2 separate regions of the Pan troglodytes genome follow, and region 1 is linked to region 2. Evidence: chromatin contacts called from public Hi-C data. All regions are on one chromosome and are shown on one strand. The core of a region is the stretch at or near the end of the contact, and the rest is flanking DNA. Distances in the headings are between cores, read along the strand shown.

Region 1 (4,885 bases), core at 93-2,592, 250 kb before region 2:
AGCAAGGATGGTCCAAGACATTGGCCCCCAGAATCAAGAACTGTGGGCTTAGGCGAATCCTCTGACCCCGGCCGGGCGCTGCGGTAACAGAGCTGGTAATTCGGCGATTGGTAAGATCCGGTCGTTTCCCTCCCGTCCGCCTAAGAGGAGGCCCCCACCCTACCCGTACTAAAAACAGTCATCTCGCCTCTGAGGTGGGGGCGTTTCACGGTTTGTTTTACAAATTCACCCTCCCTCCCCGACTTCTGGCCAGATTAAGTCCCCGGGGTGGAGAAAGAACTGAGGCACCGAGAGATAAGTGCGATGCCTAGAGAAGATACCAGGCTGGCGCGCCTCCCCCAACCCAATCGCCCACCCCTTACCCTCTGCTGTGCACCCAGCCGGGCCTCGAGGTGAGGGCAGCGGCTTGGAGGGGACAGGCTCAGAACCCAGTCTCTCGCTGTGCTCGCTTTGTCCAGATCCTCCATTCTCTTCTCTACACCCACACCCACATCCAGGTGGAATATGGGGGCCCGCATGCAAATGAAAGACGAGATCCAAAAGGGCTGGTAAATGCATTTCATAAAAATCCCAAATCCATCTTCCCCAGGAGCTCAGGCAGGGCCAGCCGCGCAGGCTGTGTACGTGTTTGTGTGTACGTGTTTTTCGGTGTGTGTTTCAGTCCCAGTATGTTGGCGCGTGTTCGAGTACAGATACACCGGGGGTGTTTGGGTACCCGCACATGGCTGCGGGTGGGGCGCAGTGGAGAGGAAGCCCACACATGCGTGTGCTGAGATATGGCCGCATCCTTGTGCTCCCCCAGCCCAGACGCAGGGGAGACCAGCACCGAGACACCCGAGCTCGGGAGCCCTTCAGCGGCGGCCGGGCGGAGCTTGGCTCCACGTGGGGCTGGAGAGCACGCAAGCCTGGAGTCTCGGCGCTCGCCTCTCCGCTGCCGCCGGCTTTTGTAGAACCGAGTGGCCGGATGGCAGCTCGCGGGGAGGCTCGGCCACCCGCCCGGCTCGCCCGGGGCAGGGAGAAGAAGGAGAGCTGGAAAGAGAACCGGCCGCGGCGGTCGGAGAGGCGAGCGGAGTGCAAGAGAGGCGAGCGCCCCTGCCCGGCGCCCGGGCGCGCTCTCCGCCTTCCCCGCCCGGCTCGCCTGCTCGCTGGCTCCCTCCCTCTCTCCCTCCCCCTTCCTCCTTGGCCCTGCCTCCTCCCTCGATCCCCGGCTGGATGACTGAGGCATTTCAGACGTGGGCTGAACCAGAGCGAGCGAGCTCAGGGGCTGCAGCGATCTCTCGATAAGCCACCTAGAGGCGACTCTGTGCGCGCGCGCTCCCCAGTGGCTCCCGCCCGCCCTCTGATCATGTTGACATATTCACAGGACAGGCAGTAGTACCGATGCGGCGCTGCGACGTTACAGTTTCCGACACCTTCTTTTTATAACTCAGCTCTATCCCCCAGCACTCGACCTGTGAAAACCACGCCTATGCAGCAACACAATTGGTCCGAAAGCGTCAAAGAGCCAATCAAGAGGCCTCCGGCTCCCCGCAGCCCACAGCGCAGCCCGACCTTCTAGAGCCGCCGAGCAGACGCCCGGTGAATTCTAGAGGCGGCGGAGGGTGGCGAGGAGCTCTCGCTTTCTCTCGCTCCCTCCCTCTCCGACTCCGTCTCTCTCTTTCTCTCTCTCTCTCTCCCCTCCCTCTCTTTCCCTCTGTTCCATTTTTTCCCCCTCTAAATCCTCCCTGCCGTGCGCGCCTGGACACAGATTTAGGAAGCGAATTCGCTCACGTTTTAGGACAAGGAAGAGAGAGAGGCACGGGAGAAGAGCCCAGCAAGATTTGGATTGAAACCGAGACACCCTCCGGAGGCTCGGAGCAGAGGAAGGAGGAGGGCGGCGAACGGAAGCCAGTTTGCAATTCAAGTTTTGATAGCGCTGGTAGAAGGGGGTTTAAATCAGATTTTTTTTTTTTTTAAAGGAGAGAGACTTTTTCCGCTCTCTCGCTCCCTGTTAAAGCCGGGTCTAGCACAGCTGCAGACGCCACCAGCGAGAAAGAGGGAGAGGAAGAGAGATAGGGGGCGGGGGAAGAAGAAAAAGAAAGGTAAAAAGTCTTCTAGGAGAACCTTTCACATTTGCAACAAAAGACCTAGGGGCTGGAGAGAGATTCCTGGGACGCAGGGCTGGAGTGTCTATTTCGAGCTCAGCGGCAGGGCTCGGGCGCGAGTCGAGACCCTGCTCGCTCCTCTCGCTTCTGAAACCGACGTTCAGGAGCGGCTTTTTAAAAACGCAAGGCACAAGGACGGTCACCCGCGCGACTATGTTTGCTGATTTTTCGCCTTGCTCTCTTTAAAAGCGGCCTCCCATTCTCCAAAAGACACTTTCCCTCCTCCCTTTGAAGTGCATTAGTTGTGATTTCTGCCTCCTTTTCTTTTTTCTTTCTTTTTTGTTTTGCTTTTTCCCCCCTTTTGAATTATGTGCTGCTGTTAAACAACAACAAAAAAACAACAAAACACAGCAGCTGCGGACTTGTCCCCGGCTGGAGCCCAGCGCCCCGCCTGGAGTGGATGAGCCTCTCCATGAGAGATCCGGTCATTCCTGGGACAAGCATGGCCTACCATCCGTTCCTACCTCACCGGGCGCCGGACTTCGCCATGAGCGCGGTGCTGGGTCACCAGCCGCCGTTCTTCCCCGCGCTGACGCTGCCTCCCAACGGCGCGGCGGCGCTCTCGCTGCCGGGCGCCCTGGCCAAGCCGATCATGGATCAATTGGTGGGGGCGGCCGAGACCGGCATCCCGTTCTCCTCCCTGGGGCCCCAGGCGCATCTGAGGCCTTTGAAGACCATGGAGCCCGAAGAAGAGGTGGAGGACGACCCCAAGGTGCACCTGGAGGCTAAAGAACTTTGGGATCAGTTTCACAAGCGGGGCACCGAGATGGTCATTACCAAGTCGGGAAGGTAAGCAGTGGGGGCCTCCTCCCCTAAGCTGTTGGAGAGTTTTTTCCTCCCTTTATTTCTCTGCTCCCAGAACAGTCGGTTGGTCGGTTATTACGGCTTGGACGAAAAGTTAGTTCCCCTAGAAATGTATGCACAGACTTCCAGGCCCTGCCCCGGTGGCAGGAAATTTCAGCTTACCTGGGCATCTGCATGGGTCTTGCATTTGGTCTGCATCCTGGGTTCCCTCCCGAACAGACAGAATTTTTCAGTGGAGCACAGACATCCCTGCAGGGAGCAGGAAAGAAAAAAAAAAAAAAAAGGCACTCTACTGCAAGAAACTCACTCTCCAAACCCTCCTGGAACATCCTTATTTCTTTGTTGATGTTGTGTTGTCTGTTTTATTTTGTTCTCAGAGAGAAAAACTTAAAGCCCTTTCCTTTTGTGTGGGTATTGGGAGGCTTGACACCATTCCCCGACCCTTTCTGCCCTCCAGTCTAGCCTCTGGGTCTAAAGGGGCCTGCTGCTGCCCTGGTCAGAGAGAAATCGAAGGGCATTTTGGTTTGTTTGCCCACACTACTTCACGTGTCTGTAACCCAAGGGCGAGTTCAGCAGGCAATTTTGCATAATTTTAGATTATGTTTGCAGACTTAAGGAGCCAGTGAGGAGACACACACCTTTTTTTTAATGTGTGAATATTATCAACCATATTTTACATAATGTTTAAAGGTCCTTGCCTGACCAAAACCTGCCTGGAAGAGAAGATCCTGTAATAGTCATTTAAAATCACTGATTTTTTTTTGTAATAGCATTGAAGCCTGTAAAGGCATAAAGTTGATACAAAAATAAAATCCCCTTCATAATATCTTAAGCGTTCTGTCTCCTTCCAAGCTAAATGAGGCCAAAGTTTGGCATAAAATCCTCCTCAAATTCACAAGATATTTAGTCAGTTTTCCAGCAAAGTGCTTCCTTGCTTCCTTTTAAGTCAAGACTACAGAATGCCAACCCTTCTGTGAAATTAACAGCAATGTGGTGGCACAGTCTTGCGGTTTTGGACTGGCCTAAGAAGTGGGGGAATGTGTTAGCAGCTCCACGGGCAGATCGGTTATCAGGCCCGGGAGTGCACCGAAGTCTGCAAAATTCGTTCTGGGAACTCACTGAAGTCCAGTTTCACTTCGCCCACAGCGGGATTGCTATTCTGCAGCAGGGAGGGGTGCAACTTGACGTTCATTTCCTTGATAAGTTTAACATTTTCTCATCAATGGGTGGTGGAAAATTCTAGTCTTAACTGACCGCGCATTACAAAAATCTTACCCCAACCTGTTTAGACCTAGATACCCACAGAAAAAGACATGGGCAAGAATTTGCTCTCAGGAGGGCAATCTGTAAAGTCAAGCAAGGAAAAAAAAAAATATTGAAGAAATTGATAGACAATGTAGAGAATTGCAGTGCCACAATGCATTTGTTTTGAACCTTGGGACGTCTAAATATGGCGAAACTGAGAATATTTAATACATTAGTTGTGGAAGAAAACGATTTTGCAGCCAGTTGCCTCACTCTGAAACATATAAGCTTATCAGTCACAATAGAAAGTCTTAGACTTGGTTTCAATATTATATGATACATAGGAAATCAAACCCAAGATTATGGGTGGTTTATCTTTCTTTTTCTTTTCTATTCTTTCGTTTTATAGGCGAATGTTTCCTCCATTTAAAGTGAGATGTTCTGGGCTGGATAAAAAAGCCAAATACATTTTATTGATGGACATTATAGCTGCTGATGACTGTCGTTATAAATTTCACAATTCTCGGTGGATGGTGGCTGGTAAGGCCGACCCCGAAATGCCAAAGAGGATGTACATTCACCCGGACAGCCCCGCTACTGGGGAACAGTGGATGTCCAAAGTCGTCACTTTCCACAAACTGAAACTCACCAACAACATTTCAGACAAACATGGATTTGTAAGTTTCATTGCT
Region 2 (5,140 bases), core at 434-2,933:
AAAGTTTAGTTTTGTCATCATTTCTATTGTTATAATTCTTATTCATTTTCCCAGCCCCGTCCACACTTCTATTTTTCACCACCCCCACGCCCCACAAGTTGCCACCGGGTCAGGTGGGGACATATCCGGAGAGAAATAGAAAGGGATGCATTTTAAAGCGAGTTCTCTTTTGAGAGGAAAACAATGGGTAGTTTTGGAAGTGTCTTTCTTAAAAACGGAAGGAGAAAGTGAAGAAAAAAATTATCAACAGCAATGGGCCCCTTTGGTTTGGGTTTTGACTTTTTAAAGAGGAACCTCTGCTGTCCTGTTGCAGTATTAAAATCAGGGCAGGAATTTTGCAAAATGAGAAAAATAAACTTCGGGAGAAAGCCCAGCTGGGAGCAGCTTCGGGAAAGCGACAGTCCTCCTAAAGGAGGAAGGGAGGATGCGCGCTGTAGCCGGCTCCGGAGTTTACTGCCCGAACGATTGGGGAAAAGAACGAGGATTCTCAAATCTAGTTGCGATCTCTCGTCTCTCCTTTATTCTGTTCGTGGTGCGGGCTTCGGAGCGTCTGGGAAAGCCAGTCTGTGAAGCTGGACTTGCAGAATCCTTTGAACGCCGGTCCAGGTGGCTGCAGGGCCCGCGGTCCGGGATGCCAGAGAAAGGAACCACACGGAAAAGACGCTACGCTCGGAGTTTCGCCTTTTCCTTGCAGCCCCGGCGGGGCCTAGGCCTCGGTTTCCGGCCCACCTCGGCTCAGAGGTCAAGTAGGAACTCATCTCGTCGACCTAGGGTTTGGGAGAAGGATTTCGGGTTGCGTTCTTGGCATCTGGGAGCAAACACGAGCCTCGGATTTGGGGACGTATCGTTATTAACAACTTGGGAAACGAAAGCGAAGCTCGGGGCAGCCACTGCAGCCTGGCTGAGAGAAAGGACGCGGGTTGTGCTCTCTGGAAGCAAAGGGGTCTGCGGCCCAGCTGGCCTGGGAGCTTGTGGCCGGCGCTGGAAGCTGCCCGCTCTCCCCGCGGGCCTGACCTTGGCTCCCGCCGCAGCTCTGCCGGCCGACTGCCTCCCTGCACATTTTGCTGCCGTTCCAGTCCTTACAGGACCGGGCCTGGAGCCAGGCCATGCTTCGGAAAGCCCTGGGGGTTGGGGACGCGCAAAACCCAGAATCGAACCCCGAAGCTGGGGGCAAGTCCAGATTCAGACGTCCAGCTCCCTCGGGACCACTTGGCGGAGAACTTACCCTTCCGGAAGGCCCGACGCTCTCCGGCTCTGTGCTGGGCAGGCCTAGCTCTTCTCTCGGCGCCACCAGGGGCGTCTACGCGGTACGTTTTGCAACTCAACCTAGTGGGTTTCCAGCGGTGCGCAAAAGTTTGCGAGCATCCACCACTGCGCTGCTTAGAAATTGTGCCCATTGATCAGACTAAAAATAATAGTCGTCGTGATTACAAAACAAAATAGAGTGCCTCGTGCCTCGGCGGGCCCTGGTACAATAATTATTCTCTACAGAAATCACCTCTCTCCACTCCCACCCCTACTCCACCACCCACTCTCACCCCGCCCCTGCCGGGCCACTCTGGGACGAATTGCATTCTTGGACCTTTCTCTCCGCAAGGCACATTACGGAGAACTCCCTCTGTCTCGTGTCCCCTCCACGACAACCCAGTAATTATTTCTATGCAAGTCTGCAAGAGGGCACTGAGTTATCGCATCCCCAGCCTAACCAGCTAGAGCGGCGCCTCGGTATTCATTTGCCAAGAGCTCCTCCGCGGGGGATTTAAAAAAATAATAATAATAAGGATCCCATGCCTTATGCAAGAGACCTCGGTCCCCCGGAACAACTCGATTTCCTTCCAATAGAGGTCTGAGGTGGACTCCCACCTCCCTTCGTGAAGAGTTCCCTCCTCTCCCCCTTCCTAAGAAAGTCGATCTTGGCTCTATTTGTGTCTTATGTTCATCACCCTCATTTCTCCGGAGAAAGCCGGGCTGGTTTATGTCTTTATTTATTCCCGGGGCCAAGACGTCCGGGACTTGTGGCTGCGCAGACCCGGCACTGATAGGCGAAGACGGAGAGAAATTTACCTCCCGCCGCTGCCCCCCAGCCAAACGTGACAGCGCGCGGGCCGGTTGCGTGACTCGTGACGTCTCCAAGTCCTATAGGTGCAGCGGCTGGTGAGATAGTCGCTATCGCCTGGTTGCCTCTTTATTTTACTGGGGTATGCCTGGTAATAAACAGTAATATTTAATTTGTCGGAGACCACAAACCAACTTTGAGCTGGGAGATACGTGCTCTTCTTGACAGACGTTGGAAGAAGACCTGGCCTAAAGAGGTCTCTTTTGGTGGTCCTTTTCAAAGTCTTCACCTGAGCCCTCCTCTCCAGCGAGGCGCACTCCTGGCTTTTGCGCTACAAAGAAGAGGTGGGATAGTTGGAGGTGAGTTTCACCCCGGAGGACTAAGGGGGGAAATAGGTTTCTCTTTGCACTTGGCCCTCCTTGGCTTTTCACCCCGTCTTGGTCTTGCTGAATCTTCTCTTGCTGTGCTGCTACTTTTCATGAACGAAATAAGAATGGCTTCGTGTGTCACCTGGCAAGAATGGATTCTCTCGAAAGGTTTGAAAATCCCTATTTTGCTTGGTGGCCCAGACCATCTGTGCTCAATGAGCTAAGCAAATCTGGCTGGGCTATTACCTGGGAGAGTCCAGATTTTTCCTCTCTGGAGGGGCCTGAAGATTATTTATGGGAATTAATTTTATCCCCAAATCTCTGAGAACCTAAAGGGATTGGGAAGGTCTTTCTGGATTTCCCTTTCCCTCTACTGGAGATGTAGCGGTTCAGCCTTCTTCCGATGCCATGTTTGTTTTTCGTGTCTTCCGCCTAGGGTCGCCTTGTTAGCAAGCCCAAAGGCCTCCAAGCTGACTTGGAGGGTGAGGGTGTTTTCACAAATAAATAAATCGCCTGGGCAAAGGGAAAAGATCTGTTTGCAAACAAACCTGGAAGGTGGAGTGAGCACCATAGCAAAGGAGGGCTGGCTTTCTCCCTGGTTGCCCCACATTCAGGGTTGGAGATTCTCCACTTTGGCATTTTGCAGCAATGGCCTGGCCTGGGATTTTAGCAGAGCAGTCACAGAGGGTTACACAGCTGCTGATCTCGGGGCATTTCTCCTCCCTCCATCCCTTTCTCCAGACCTTGACTTGCAGGCCCAAGTCTCTTATCAGAACCCTAGAAAAATCAGTATGATGGGGGTACAGGAGGTAAGGATGGGAAACAGAACAGGACTCCTGACATTTACTCCAAGCACCAATATTCGGTGTCCCAATCTGGGTCTGCTCAGGCTGAGACCTACTGACTGTGTTTATGCTTTTATTGACCTCTTCAACTCACCCTAAAAAAAAAAAAAAAAAACACACACACATCTCAGAGAGGGGAAGGGCAAGGAGAGGAGACCAGTGGAGATGAAAACCCTAGCCAGTCCCCAGTGACTGTTTGATTATTTTAATAAAACTGGGCACTGCCTTGTGTACACCTGGAGCAGGGGAGGTCTGGTGGCCCCACTGGGTGGGGGGTGGGGGCCCGCAGCGATTTCTTAGCATCTTTGATCTCGGCCCCCATCCCAATGCACCTTCACCCTGCCTTCACCCCAGAGTCGTTGAGAGTAGGGGTGATGAGTAGGGGGTGGAGGGGAGATGTCAGGAAGGCGAGCGCCGGCCAGGCGGGGTCAGGCAGCTCTCCTTCTCGAGGTCAGCGTTGGAGAGAATGTCTGCAAGGCTGCGGAGGCCCGCGGTGTGTTTGTGTGTGTGCGTCCAGACTCGGTTCTCTGCACCGCCAGCGTCACTGAGATTACTTCCCGGTTAGAAGCCGACCGCGTTTGAAATGATTTGTGCAGGAGTTTTTGCAGCCACCGCTTGCTCAGAGAAGCAGAGATGGATGGAGGTTGGGAAAGGGGTAGAGAGGAGGGAGTTATTGCAGGTCTGGGTTGAGAGTCGTATTGTGATTTGAGGGTTCGGGAAATCTAGTGGAAATTTGGGGTGGGGGGAAGGGAGGTCGGGAGGGTGGGAGGGAGAGAGAAGGGGGAGGGCGACAGAGTGCAGTGGGAGCTAGTTGGATAGGCGATTTCAGTACTTTGTGAGCATCGAGGCAACCCAACGTCACTGTGCTCAGCTGAGTTGGCTTGTATTTCAGAGAGAGAGAGAGAGGGAGAGAGAGTGAGAGAGACTGACTCTTACCTCGAATCCGGGAAGTTTAATCCTGAAAGCTGCGCTCAGAAAGGACTTCGACCATTCACTGGGCTTCCAACTTTCCCTCCCTGGGGGTGTAAAGGAGGAGCGGGGCACTGAGATTATATGGTTGCCGGTGCTCTTGGAGGCTATTTTGTGTTCTTTGGCGCTTGCCAACTGGGAAGTATTTAGGGAGAGCAAGCGCACAGCAGAGGAGGTGTGTGTTGGAGGTGGGCAGTCGCCGCGGAGGCTCCAGCGGTAGGTGCGCCCTAGTAGGCAGCAGTAGCCGCTATTCTGGGTAAGCAGTAAACCCCGCATAAACCCCGGAGCCACCATGCCTGCTCCCCCGCCTCACCGCCGGCTTCCCTGCTAGGAGCAGCAGAGGATGTGGTGAATGCACCGGCTTCACCGAACGAGGTAACCGTGCCGGCAGATGGCCCGGGAGGCTCAGGAGGGAGCTCGTCGGCCGAGTCGGCTGGGGCGGCGGGAATGGCGGATTCCAGCCCGGCTTTGCATTCTGCAGAGCACAGCTTGCAGAGATTTTGCGCGGCTCGGAGCTCCCCGGCAAATGGAGTCCGGGAGGCCGCCGCGGCTGGCGGAGCGGCATTGAGGTTTGCAGAAGCACGGCCTGGTTCTGTCAAACCGCATCTTGTTCGCCTCCGCCAGCCCAGAGCTCCCCGGGACCCTGGCGAGGGCGCGGCGTAGGATTCTCCCCGCGGCCGGCAGTGAATGGGAGCGCGTGTGGGGGCGCCAGCCCTGCTTTCTTTTGTTGTGAGTAGGCTGCGGGGCTCCAGTCGCCGCCTCCCTGAAGCCCCGAGAACGAGGCGAAGAAAGCTGCTTGCAAGTCAGGCCTCAGAAGCTGTCCTTCTCCTCGGCCCCATTTCTAGATCTCTGGCCACAGCAAGTCAGGGTGGGATCTGGCCCCTTGCTTAAGCAGCTGCTGA

Evidence for each region. A called contact is a pair of places that touch in the nucleus more often than the background predicts.
Region 1: a contact with region 2 is called in a Hi-C map of induced pluripotent stem cells, with 5 times the contacts expected there. The contact joins the promoter of TBX3 here to the promoter of TBX5 in region 2. A contact is called at or near these places in 2 of 7 Hi-C or Micro-C datasets (both in induced pluripotent stem cells) and 1 of 1 other capture datasets (stem cell-derived neural stem cells).

The regions. Positions count from the first base shown.
Region 1 is chr10:121,475,113-121,479,997 of NHGRI_mPanTro3-v2.0_pri, reverse strand. It overlaps TBX3 (T-box transcription factor 3), which reads left to right and starts at 1,342. Exons shown (of 8, transcript XM_001154426.7): 1 at 1,342-2,933; 2 at 4,603-4,870. The coding sequence starts at 2,545.
Region 2 is chr10:121,229,111-121,234,250 of NHGRI_mPanTro3-v2.0_pri, reverse strand. It overlaps TBX5 (T-box transcription factor 5), which reads left to right and starts at 1,683. Exons shown (of 9, transcript XM_509400.9): 1 at 1,683-2,415. It overlaps LOC134807512 (a long non-coding RNA gene), which reads right to left and starts at 1,558. Exons shown (of 2, transcript XR_010148159.1): 1 at 1,226-1,558; 2 at 1-767.